Regions from separate parts of the Ovis aries genome. Here region 1 is linked to region 2. Evidence: chromatin contacts called from public Hi-C data. All regions are on one chromosome and are shown on one strand. Each heading gives the region's core, a stretch centred on a gene start, on an enhancer-like site or on the middle of the called end of the contact. The rest is flanking DNA. Distances are from core to core; before and after follow the strand shown.

Evidence for each region. Hi-C and Micro-C count contacts between places; a contact is called where the count stands out from the background.
Region 1: a contact with region 2 is called in a Hi-C map of liver, with 6 times the contacts expected there. The contact joins two enhancer-like sites. A contact is called at or near these places in 14 of 16 Hi-C or Micro-C datasets (blood, hypothalamus, liver and 7 more).

Annotation. Positions count from the first base shown.
Region 1 is chr10:73,878,305-73,883,390 of ARS-UI_Ramb_v3.0, forward strand. It overlaps MBNL2 (muscleblind like splicing regulator 2), which reads left to right. Exons shown (of 8, transcript XM_060394207.1): 5 at 1,062-1,325. Among named protein-coding and RNA genes, the nearest start is that of RAP2A, 96 kb to the right of the region's middle. Within about 2 kb of position 1,392, at least 33 of the 54 cell types and tissues checked have an H3K27ac peak or open chromatin away from gene starts, as enhancers often do. A contact at or near this core is called in liver, where this site is marked.
Region 2 is chr10:73,625,301-73,631,025 of ARS-UI_Ramb_v3.0, forward strand. No RefSeq gene overlaps it. Among named protein-coding and RNA genes, the nearest start is that of OXGR1, 100 kb to the left of the region's middle. Within about 2 kb of position 1,436, at least 6 of the 54 cell types and tissues checked have an H3K27ac peak or open chromatin away from gene starts, as enhancers often do. A contact at or near this core is called in liver, where this site is marked.

The DNA.
Region 1 (5,086 bases), core at 142-2,641, 250 kb after region 2:
GCCTAAGAAAAGAAATTACCATTTCACTAATAATTTTTCTCTGATACAGATATTTATAACTGTTATATGCTTCTTATTTGTGTTATTTCATATTATTGATATTTAGGGCAAGATTAAGAATACTCTTTAAATTCCAAGGAAAATTTTCTTTATACAGTTAACTCTTGATCCATGGGAATTCTCAGAGGATGGAGCATTTTAGTTACTAGAGATTTCAGGATAATTAAGGACTGAAGAATAAGAAAAAGAAACAATACATCAACACTCCAAAATCTATCCTACTTCCTTCCCCCAGGCCCCTGCTTTATCTCTTCCCATATTTCTCTCCTTTTTATCTTTTCTTTATTGTAAAAAATAATATTGTGATTTAAATGAAAGTTTTGGTGTCTTGGGTATCATAGTTGTTCTAATCTATGATTAGAAGCCCACTTTATCTTGTAGAGCAGGAGAGATTTAGGGGAAAACGGGAGTATTCACACTCACCCTGCCCCCCACTTCCTGTCCTCAGGGAGAAGAAACAAGTTGGTCACTTCTGCTTAATTCTTTTTGGAATTGTGCCGCTATGATATTGTAGCTGGATCCTTGGTGAAATAATCCCTCCATGCAAAAAACCCCACGACTTCCCAGAGTTGTCATGGTAGAAGGAGACGTAGTTATATACAGAAGACCAGATTTTATACATATATATGTGTGTGTATATATATAAAATCTCTGAATTAGTATATATATAACATATTTTCTTTCCTTCCTTCCCTTCTCTATAAAAGTCAACAAATAAATATAAATAAATAAAACCCAAGAACAATGGGGGCCTTGTTGATTTTTGTTATCTTAGCTAAAGTGTAGATTTTTACTTCCTAGCTCAATACAGATTCTCACCCCAGCAAACAGGGCGAAGCAAAACTGAAGTGATCATAGTTTGCCCGGGATTCCAGTGACTTGGGTTGATTGTAAACGGCAAAAAAGCCAGCATGCAAAGAAAGGGAAAGCATCTTCTTCTTCTTTTTTTTTTTTTTTTACTGCATCGTATGCTCTTCTCCCCCCCCCGCCCCGTGTCCTAGGTCTGCAGGGAGTTCCAGCGAGGAAACTGTGCCCGGGGAGAGACCGACTGCCGCTTTGCACACCCCGCCGACAGCACCATGGTCGACACAAACGACAACACCGTAACCGTTTGTATGGATTACATAAAGGGGCGTTGCATGAGGGAGAAATGCAAATATTTTCACCCTCCTGCACACTTGCAGGCCAAAATCAAAGCTGCGCAGCACCAAGCCAACCAGGCCGCGGTGGCCGCCCAGGCAGCCGCGGCCGCGGCCACAGTCATGGTAAGTGGGGCGCGCGCGCCGCGCACCTTCCCCGAAGCCCGCGCGCCCGGAGCCGCGCCTTCCGCGCGGGCACGCGCACGCGCGCCTCGCCGCCGGGAGTGGGGCCGGCTGGCGCTCCCGCTGCTCCGCTGCCTCCGTCCTGTCGTGGTTCCCCCGCCCCGCCCGTTTCGTTTTCGTTTTGTTCCGTTCCTCCCTCCTTCCCTTCGCAGCACAATAAGTAAATCCCTCAGGCGGGCGCAGGGAAGCCAGGGGCGGGTGCGAGGGCCCCTCCCCAAGCCCAGAGCGCCTCTCGGAGCGCGGACGCGGGCGGGACCGGGCTGGAAGGACCAGGGAGGCGGCCTGGAGCCGGGGAGAGAGGAGAACCGGGCGGAGGATGCACCCGGGCCGGGAGCCACTGCCCCCATTTTTTTGCTCCCCACTTCTTGTTACTTATTACAAAGGCCATGCTGCAAACTCCCTCTCTCCCTGAAAGAAAATTTATGCAGAACATAAAGTCATGAAACAGATGAAGATGGAGCTGTATGGATGGTGTTTTGAAAAATAAGAATAATAATAAAAGGCCTGGAAGGTAGCCCCAAGTCCCCTGCGTTAAAGACACAGGCCTCCCCAGCACCCTCGGGAGCCTGTTACAGCTCGACTCAGCCCCACTTCTCCCCCCCCCCCCCCCCCGCCCAGACCTTTGGGATCAGGATTTAAATTTCCCAACATCCCCAGGTGGATTGTATACACAGTAACGTTTGAGAAGCACCTGCCTAGAACACGTTGTTGTTGTTTGGTCGCTAAATCAAGTCCGACTCTTTGCAACCCCGTGGACTGCACTAGCCAGGCTTCTGTAGTCTGGGATTACCTGAGGGCACGTGAAAGTTTCTAAGGGCAGTCACTTCCCCCAAGTTTCTTATTTAATTGGTTTGGGTGTGGCCTGGGCATGCGCCTTTTCTTTTCCAGCTCCTCGTGAGTCCGTTGTGTTACAAAAATTGAGCACCACCCGCACTGGATTGTAATTAATCTGTTGTGGTGTGAGATCTCTGGCTTGACGTCAGTGTGTTTTAATGTGTGATAGACACTGGATAATCCATGAGACCTGGCGCTCATCGGGCACTTGCTGGATGGAATAAATAAATTAGGCAGTTTTCCTCGTCCTCGGGAGCTTGGAGTTTAGTAAGTGACAGGGATAACGGTCCTCCATGACGTGATGGAAATGCATCACGGGGTCTAGCTATGGAACTACGAAAAAAATCAGTCCTTATTCCTTAGATACCTGTTAAATACAACAAACCACTGGTACTAATAGTAACCTTTGGCGCTGAGCCCTGAATTTATCTGAGTTATCTGAGCCTTGATTTATCTGCCTGTTACCTAGAAGTGGATTTCCCTGGTGGCTCAGGGGGTAAAGAATCTGCCTGCAAAGCAGGAGATCTGGGTTTGATCCCTGGGTGGGGAAGATCCCCTGGAGAAGGGAATGGTAAGCCACCCCAATATTCTTGCCTGGAGAATTCCATAGACACAGGAGCCTGGCTGACTACAGTCTGTGGGGTTGCAAAGAGTCAGATACAAGAGAGCGACTAACCCAAGACACACTACTTAGAAGTAGCAGTCCTAACATCTACATAATCAATAAGTTCTTGAATCATTGAAGGAGCAGTGTACCTAGAATAAGTCAATGGTAGATGACCTGGGTTGATGGAGATAAGAGAAGAAATGGCCATTACATGTATACACACAGCCCGATTTCTTTAAATTGTGAGTCTACGTGCCCTTCTTCGGTGCAGTTGCAAATCCTTCTCATCAAAATGCACAAAGGTTGTTAGAGTGGATGTCAGCGTGTTTAGTTGCCATAGTTTCCTCCATTGTTACACTGTGCTGGATTTGGAGTTCTGATATTTCAGGTGGTCTTGCAGCATCCTCAAAGACAACCCAAAGGAATGTAGTTTCAGAACAAAAGCATCAGGTTCTTTCTGACGATGACATGAAAGTTACTGAATCTACAGTGTCTTTTGAAAGTGAGAGGCTCATTTGAAACCAGTTGCAGTTCGATGAAGTCAAAGTCTTCTTACTCTAGTAACAAGATTACTCAGCACCATGAAGGAAAAACGATTGTTTTATTTCTTTAAGAGAATGAATGGGTGTGATGATTGCAGCCAGAAGATGTTAGTATCCCATTCACCTGGGTTTCATGCCTGAGCTCCAAGAATTACTGTAGTGTAGTTTTTATTGTTATCCAGGAATTTCTGCTTCTTTTGATTAATTGGACCCTGAAAATGAATTCAAACTTTGAGTCCAGAGAAAGAGGCATCTCTTTCCTTTACAGCCTTATACTTGTACAATAGCTCTTAAAACATGGGCATCATCCCCACCAGAATTTTTCAAATGTGAAAATAAATCAGAGCTTCTCTCTGGTAATTTTAACACAAAGGGTATCTGGTCTTCAAGACAACAGTCTTTCTTCACACACACGCACCAAAATTGGGCTGCACCAGAAGATACTTATTTTGTAAAAAGAAACAAGAGCAGCTGCCATCAGCTAGTCATGAAAACATGTTCAGGAACTTTGAATTCCATCCTACTTGTCCATATCCCTTTCTTCTGCATTGAAGTGGCAGCTCTGGTTACTGTCGTCCACGATTCTTGACTCCTCAGGTTTGGTCTTTACCTCTAAGGCCGGGCAGTTGGTTCACTTGCCTTGAAGTTGGCTTGCTCCTTGATCCAGAAAATGAAACGCCTGGCTACATGCACACACACTATAGAGAAGGCTCGGGGAGGGGACAGAGGATCAGAAATGTTGGTGAGGCCAGCTGGAATGGATGCTCAGTATCTGGCACATAGTAGGAGCTCAATTAAAGAGAATCTGGTTCTCTGCGTAGGTGCCTAAGGAAGCTCCCAAAGTTCACTGGCCTTGGGGATCTCTGAGGTCTGCTCTAATCCTGAAGGTCTTTCAATATAGGTAAACATATGGCTGCAGTCACATAATATCCTCTAAAACAGAACATCTGGGTACTACAAAGGCACATTATAACGTGATTATTCACCCATACAGTTTTTAAAATACATTCCACACGTGTTCCTCAAAGCGTGAGACATGCAAGATATTTATATGTCCACTCCAGGAGCTGTGTGTTTCCTTGAAAAGACAAGATATTTGCATCTAGTAAAGAAACCCAAGTGAGTGGTAGAAAGAGAGATGCTGTCAGTGTCTAGCTCACTTTAGAGCTCTCAGCTTCTTTAAATTCCTAGTTTATTATAATTTCTGTGGAAATTACATTCATCAAATGAGGTTTGGAAAAAAGAGAACATAAACCTTTCAGGTGCTTATCTTAGGGAGAAATACTTAATATCTCTTTTTCTACTCGGAGACTTCGCTAAATGATCTTTTGTTGAAAATTTTGTTCATAAGCACCAGGCTTTAGAGACATAATCACTCTCCTAGTTAGCATATCAGAAAAGATCAACCCAAGAGTAGGTGTGTTCTTTATCTCCCAAGGACTGAAAAAGGGAAGGGAAGAATGGAATCCCAGAAAGTCCAGGCCAAAATGATTTTGAGTTTAACCATCCAGTTAATAAGCTTCCCTGTGGCTCAGACAGTAAAGAATCTGCCTGCAATGTGGGAGACCCAGGTTTGATCCCTGAATTGGGAAGACCCCCTGGAGAAGGGAATGGTCAACCCACTCCAATATTCTTATCCAGAGAACCCCATGGACAGAGGAGCCTGGTGGGCTAGTCTGTGGGGTCGAAGAGCCCAACACGACTGAGTGGCTGACGTGTTC
Region 2 (5,725 bases), core at 186-2,685:
CACATCAAATTGTATTCATTAAATATCTACAACTTTTTATATGTTGATCTTACCTCAATAAAGCAGATTAAAATAATTTAAAGTTTCCACCAGCTCATTAAGTGGGACCTCAGGGACTTGTGCCAAAAAATATAAAAATGTTCATGTCTCCTGGAGCCTGACAGGCATGGATGAACCTGCTCAGTTTGTAGTGTTCATTTCTCAGCAACATTAACCGTGTATTTTGAATGGGCGAGATTGACTGGGAAATTTCACCAGTGATCAACATTTAAAACTTGAAGGCTTGTTTCAAAAACACAGCTTTGAAATAATTTGGTAGCCTCTGAAGAATATGACTGCAAGGAGATCAAACCAGTCAATCCCAAAGGAAATCAGTCCTGAATATTCATTGGAAGGACTAATGCTGAAGCTGAAACTCCAATCCTTTGGATGCAAAGAACTGACTCATTGGATAAGACCCTGATGCTGGGAAAGATTGAAGGAAGAGAGAGAAAGGGGACTTAAAAGGATGAGATGGTTGAATGGCATCACCAACTCAAAGGACATGACTTTGAGCAAGCTCTGGGAGTTGGTGATGGACAGGGAAACCTGGTGTGCTGCAGTCCATGGGGTCGCAAAGTCGGACACGACTGAATGACTTACCTGACTAATTGAAGAATATGTCAGGGGGTCCAGTATGCTGGTGCTACTAGGTGGGTGTGGAAGCTAGTCCCCCGTAGCTTTGTTTGATGAGAAATGCAGAGTCCCCCTGGGGAAGATGATCCCATAGTCTACTCCTGCTTAAGAAGAGCAGATACATGTACCCCATCTTCCCTATCCATTCATCTGTTGATGGACACCTAGGTTGCTTCCATGACCTGACTATTATAAATAGTGAACATTGGGGTACATGTGCCTGTTTGAATTATGGTCTTCTCAGGGTGTTGTACTCAGAATGTGAGAACTGAAAGGCACCACAGAGCCCACCTCAGTCAGTCCCTCATCTGAAAAATGAAGAACATCAAGACCCAACATGACCAAGTATCTGGTCCAGCCCCTTAGCTAAGGAATAAAAGAGCCAGGTATAGAAACCTGGTATTTGGAAGTCAGAAAGGGCCCCCCTTCCAAACTTGGCTGGATCTCTCCCTAGTGATACTTCCCTCACTAACGTCAATCCCCAATCTTCCCCCAGCTTCAGGTTCTTCATATTCGAAACAGGAGTGGTCCCCCTGCTTCTAAGAGCTCCTGCTCAGAGTGCATTTGAGTACATCCTTGCTCGGTCCCTTCTATGTTGAGAAGGCACTTGCTCTTTTCTCGCCCTCCGCTTCTCTTATCTTTTGTATTTAATCGAAGCGCCAAGAGGTCAGTGGTTTCCTTTTCTCACACGTGCTCTCGTTGCAGTCCGGTGTTGCATAACCTACTAGCTGAGGATACAGGTCCCCTGGGAGCCGCGGCGATGCGACGAGACTCGTGGGCGGGCGTCTGGCCAGCAGAGGGCAGCAGAGCTCGGGCCGGGCGCCCCCGCAGCCTGGTCGGCGCCCCGCTAGCCGCGCCGTTTCCCTTGGGGGGAGGTCGACCGAGCGCTCCTTGCAGCGTGTTCTTTCCAGTGGAGCATTTTTTCCTGTCTTATTCCAGCGAGGACACAGTGTTTTGGCAATTCTTGTTTAAGTCTCTGCTTTCTTTGGTTCGGTTTTGTTTGCGGGGTGATCACTGAGATTTATTAGACGTCTTCCTTGTACACCAGGCACCTAATAGTCATTTTTACAGTTATTCCCGATTTAGAAAGGATAACTGTTAATCGGATGAGTTGAGTAACGGGTAAGAAGCGAAGGCTTTTTCTAAACCAAGGATGGGGCTGGGATGAAGAAGGGGAAGGTATTTGATGTCACTGAGTCTGCCTCCCTTCTGTCCAAACACATTGGACATTTATGAAGTGCCCTATGTGAGCTGGGAGCTTTTATAAATGCAGGGGAAGAGGAAACAGGAATATGAAAAGTGTTTTTCTTAATTTTATATGGTTTCCCCCCCGCCCCCCCCCTGCTCTGAGCAACTGATCTGGGAGGAGGTAGGGCTTGTTAGGAACCAGAATCTCAGGCCACACCCCAAAACCACCGAATCAGAACCGACAGGTTTGCAAACTCCCTGGGGTGAATTTCCTGCACTTTCCAACGTGAGAAACGAGGCCCTGGAGGGCAGCCAGTCGCTGCCTTCAAATATTTGGAGGGCCAATATTTGAAAGAGAGAGCATATTTGTTTTGCTTTGCTCTAAAAGGCAGGTTTAGGTTTAATTAACGTAAGCCACAGGAGAAGGAGTTTTCCAAATCCTTAAGGAGCAGGGAGTTGGGAGTTGGACTTTGTCCCAACCTTACTAGCTTTCTAGTAGTCTCGCAGCTGAATTGACTTTGGAGGAGACCCGCTAAAGCACTTCTCTCTGATTCTCATTATCTATAAACTGGGGATGTTGGTATGTAAACAATTATAGCTGTTTTTTCTATAAATGAGGTAATGGCATTTGAAAATGATTTGTATATCTGAAAATTGTATTTTGTATATTGAAAATGCTATAAAATGTCCATTGTAACTTGTCACCATTTGCAGTGCCCAGGATGGGAAGTGTATTTCCCTGTGGGGGACTGAAGACTCGGGAAGAATTAATGGACAGTAGGAAAGGATTCAGGGAAGTCTGTTTGGGGCTCGTAAGAAATTCCACGGGGGGACAGAGGTGTTGAAGAGCTGGAAGGTGGAGCCAATGGCAAAATTAGAACTAAGCCAGAAGTTGACTCGTTGCATTTTTACTGTGTCATGAGGAAGACAGCCCCACCCATCCAGTCCCACGTCCTTCAAACTCCTGGCTCTAGAAACCCAACGTCAGTGGCATCGGGTTGGTTAGGAGCCTTCTGAGTCACCTAGACCCTTGGGGGTACCAAGAGGACAGGGGAAAGAAGTCTGTTTACTGTTTCTTAATGCCTCTGCAATTCAATTCAATTAAGAGCAAGTGAAAGCAATGCCAAGAAGAGCCATCACGGAGATGGGTTGTGACCGCTGGAGCCCAAAACAGCACTTGTCTCATCAGCACCGTGTTATTAAGGAGAAGGGAAACGGTGGCCTCTTCTGGGAGGCCTGAGGCCCTCGGAGCTGTGGGTCCTCTCCTCGCAGGGTGAGAGTGAAGAGAACCAGCGTGGGAAGCTCACTGGGACCCGGCACATGGCATTCCTCCAGAAATGCTCATGTCCAGGACATATTGACACTGATGATGCTACGTATGAAATAGATAACCGGGGAGAACAAATAGATAACTAGGGAGAAATGCTGTAGAGCACAGGGAACTCCACTCAATGCTCTTGACCTAAATGTGAAGGAAACTGAGAGAGGATACATGTATTTGTGTGACTGCCCAACTCAGCTGCACCGTAGAAACTAATATAACACTGTAAAGCAACTGTAGTTCAATATTAAAAAAAAAAAAAAGAAAAAGAAATGCTCATGGACGAATGGCTGACAAGCAGGAAAGTCAGCCAGCAGCTCTTTTCAACCTTCACCCCCACCCTCCCATCTACATATTCCACAGAACACTCCAAACAGGGCAAAGCTCCCACCAGCGCGGTTCTGATTCAGCCCTTCGGTCTTGAGTGGCACCTCTAAACCCTGGGATATTTAGGAAAGGACACACTATACAGAAATGCATCCCACCACACTGAAGCAGGCTCTGCTTCAGAGATCGCTTGTGAGCCGGACAGGTTATTTTCTCATTGTTGTTCTGGTCACCTGTTACTGGGGGCTGTGATCAAGCTGAACACTGCCATCATGCCATACTGGAGGCCTGTTTGGTTTTTTAACCATCTAGTGTTTCCCAGGGTGGAGGGCTGGAGTGGCAGAGGAGCTGTGAACTGTTAACGGTGGTCAGTGAGGCTGGAGTAGGTGCTTGAACCCTCTCTGGTTATGTGGTCCTGGGCCAAACTGTGTGGCCATCTATTTCCAGGCCTGTTTTTCCCCTTGGACAATCTGTTCCAAAGTCAGAGCAACTCTTCCCTCCTCCCTTCCCTTCCTCTCCACCCTCACTAACTTGAATCCTTGCAATGTCCATGAATCTCTCCAGATGCTCTGGTTTCCAGAAGCAAGCAACCTCCAGTGCATTCAGCTCAACACCGTCTGCTGGTCGCCACTTTGTGCCCTAAATAGGCAAGTAAATGAGCCAATGGCACCTCAGTTGCACCAAATTCTGTCCATATATTTAAGTGTATTTTTGTTCTTTTTGTGGCGTTCTACCTGAAAAAACAGATGCTTGTCTCTTTTCACGTTGTTGACAGTTTCATGGAGTTGTATTTTTTATTCCTCTTCTCAGATTGTCTGAATCTTTTTTTTTAAACCTGGTGTGATAAACAATGTGCGATTTGAAATCAGCCTTGTCCGGATCTTAGTTCCAGGCTAGCCCCTAATGAACCAGCTGAGCCCTGGGACATCCCTCACCCTGGGAGCCTCAGTTTCCCCATCAGCGAACAGAGACCCTGCTAAGCTCAGAGGATTTCCATAAGGATGCACATGCAAGAGCTCTGAGAAGTGTCACGGAAATGTCTCTCTCTCTCTTTTCATATTTTTTTGTTGTTGTTGTTTAACTCCTCTCCTGTTTTATTCCCATTTGCTTTCTCTAATGTTCTTCTCTTTCCTCGCCTCGAAACTGGCATTTTAAAAACTGTTGCTGTTAAAATGAGTACTTGCCTTTTAAAAATCTTCAAGTTGCTAAGCAGCCTCTACCTCCTCCCCCCTCCCACCCTTTTATGCAGCCTGGTTGCCATAGTATCATCTGAGCATGGTAACAAGAAGCAAAGAGCAATCATTTTTCACTAAATAGGGCTGGGCAGACAGACAAACACGCTGCAGTGTTTCCTTACAACCTGTCTCAGAGAAGGGTGGAGGGATGCACTTCCCAGTACACAGCTCGGTTTCTGTAATCAGTTCCCACCTGCATTTGCCTATAGCTGTTCTGCACACCTGTAGCTCCGGGGATGTCAGACCACCCCAGGCACAACACCTCCTACAAAAGCTTTCGAAGGGCTCTTGCTATTACTCCCTTATTTGTAGCTATTTAGGGCTAAATGCAGACTCAGATCTTTCTGAGAGAGTTGCTAAATATAGAGCGCTGAGCACGGATGGCTATTGTGACTAAAGGTACCGGTGCCGTAGCAGGGTTGGAGCAGATAATAAATAAATGTCATCCACGTGACATCATAGAGCGTTCTTCAAAAATGGAAAAGTTTAAGAGGGAGAGGAAAATAAAAAACCAACGTGACATCTGACAAGCATGTGAGAAATATAAATCCCAGACTCCAGCCCTTCAGCTCAAAGCTCACGAGGTCAGGCACTTGCACACGTGTGTGCTAAGTCACCTCAGTCATGTCTCTTTGCGACCCCGTGGACTGCAGCCCCCCAGGCTCCTCTGTCCATGGGACTCTCTAGGCAAGAATACTGGAGTGGGTTGCTGGGCCCTCCTCCAGGGATCTTCCTGACCCAGGGATCGAACCCACGTCTCTTATGTCTCCTGCATTGAGAGGTGAGGTCTTTACCACTAGCGCCACCCGGGAAGCCCAGGCATTTGCTTACCAATAATATAAACTGAAACACCTCCAGAAGCGACTGTTCCCCTTTGATCCTGGATGGCTATATTTTCATAGCCAGATGTAGAGGAACAGCCCGATGGGTTTTTAGGACATTGCGGATGCCTCTACTGCCTGGCTTCCCCTTCCTCCAA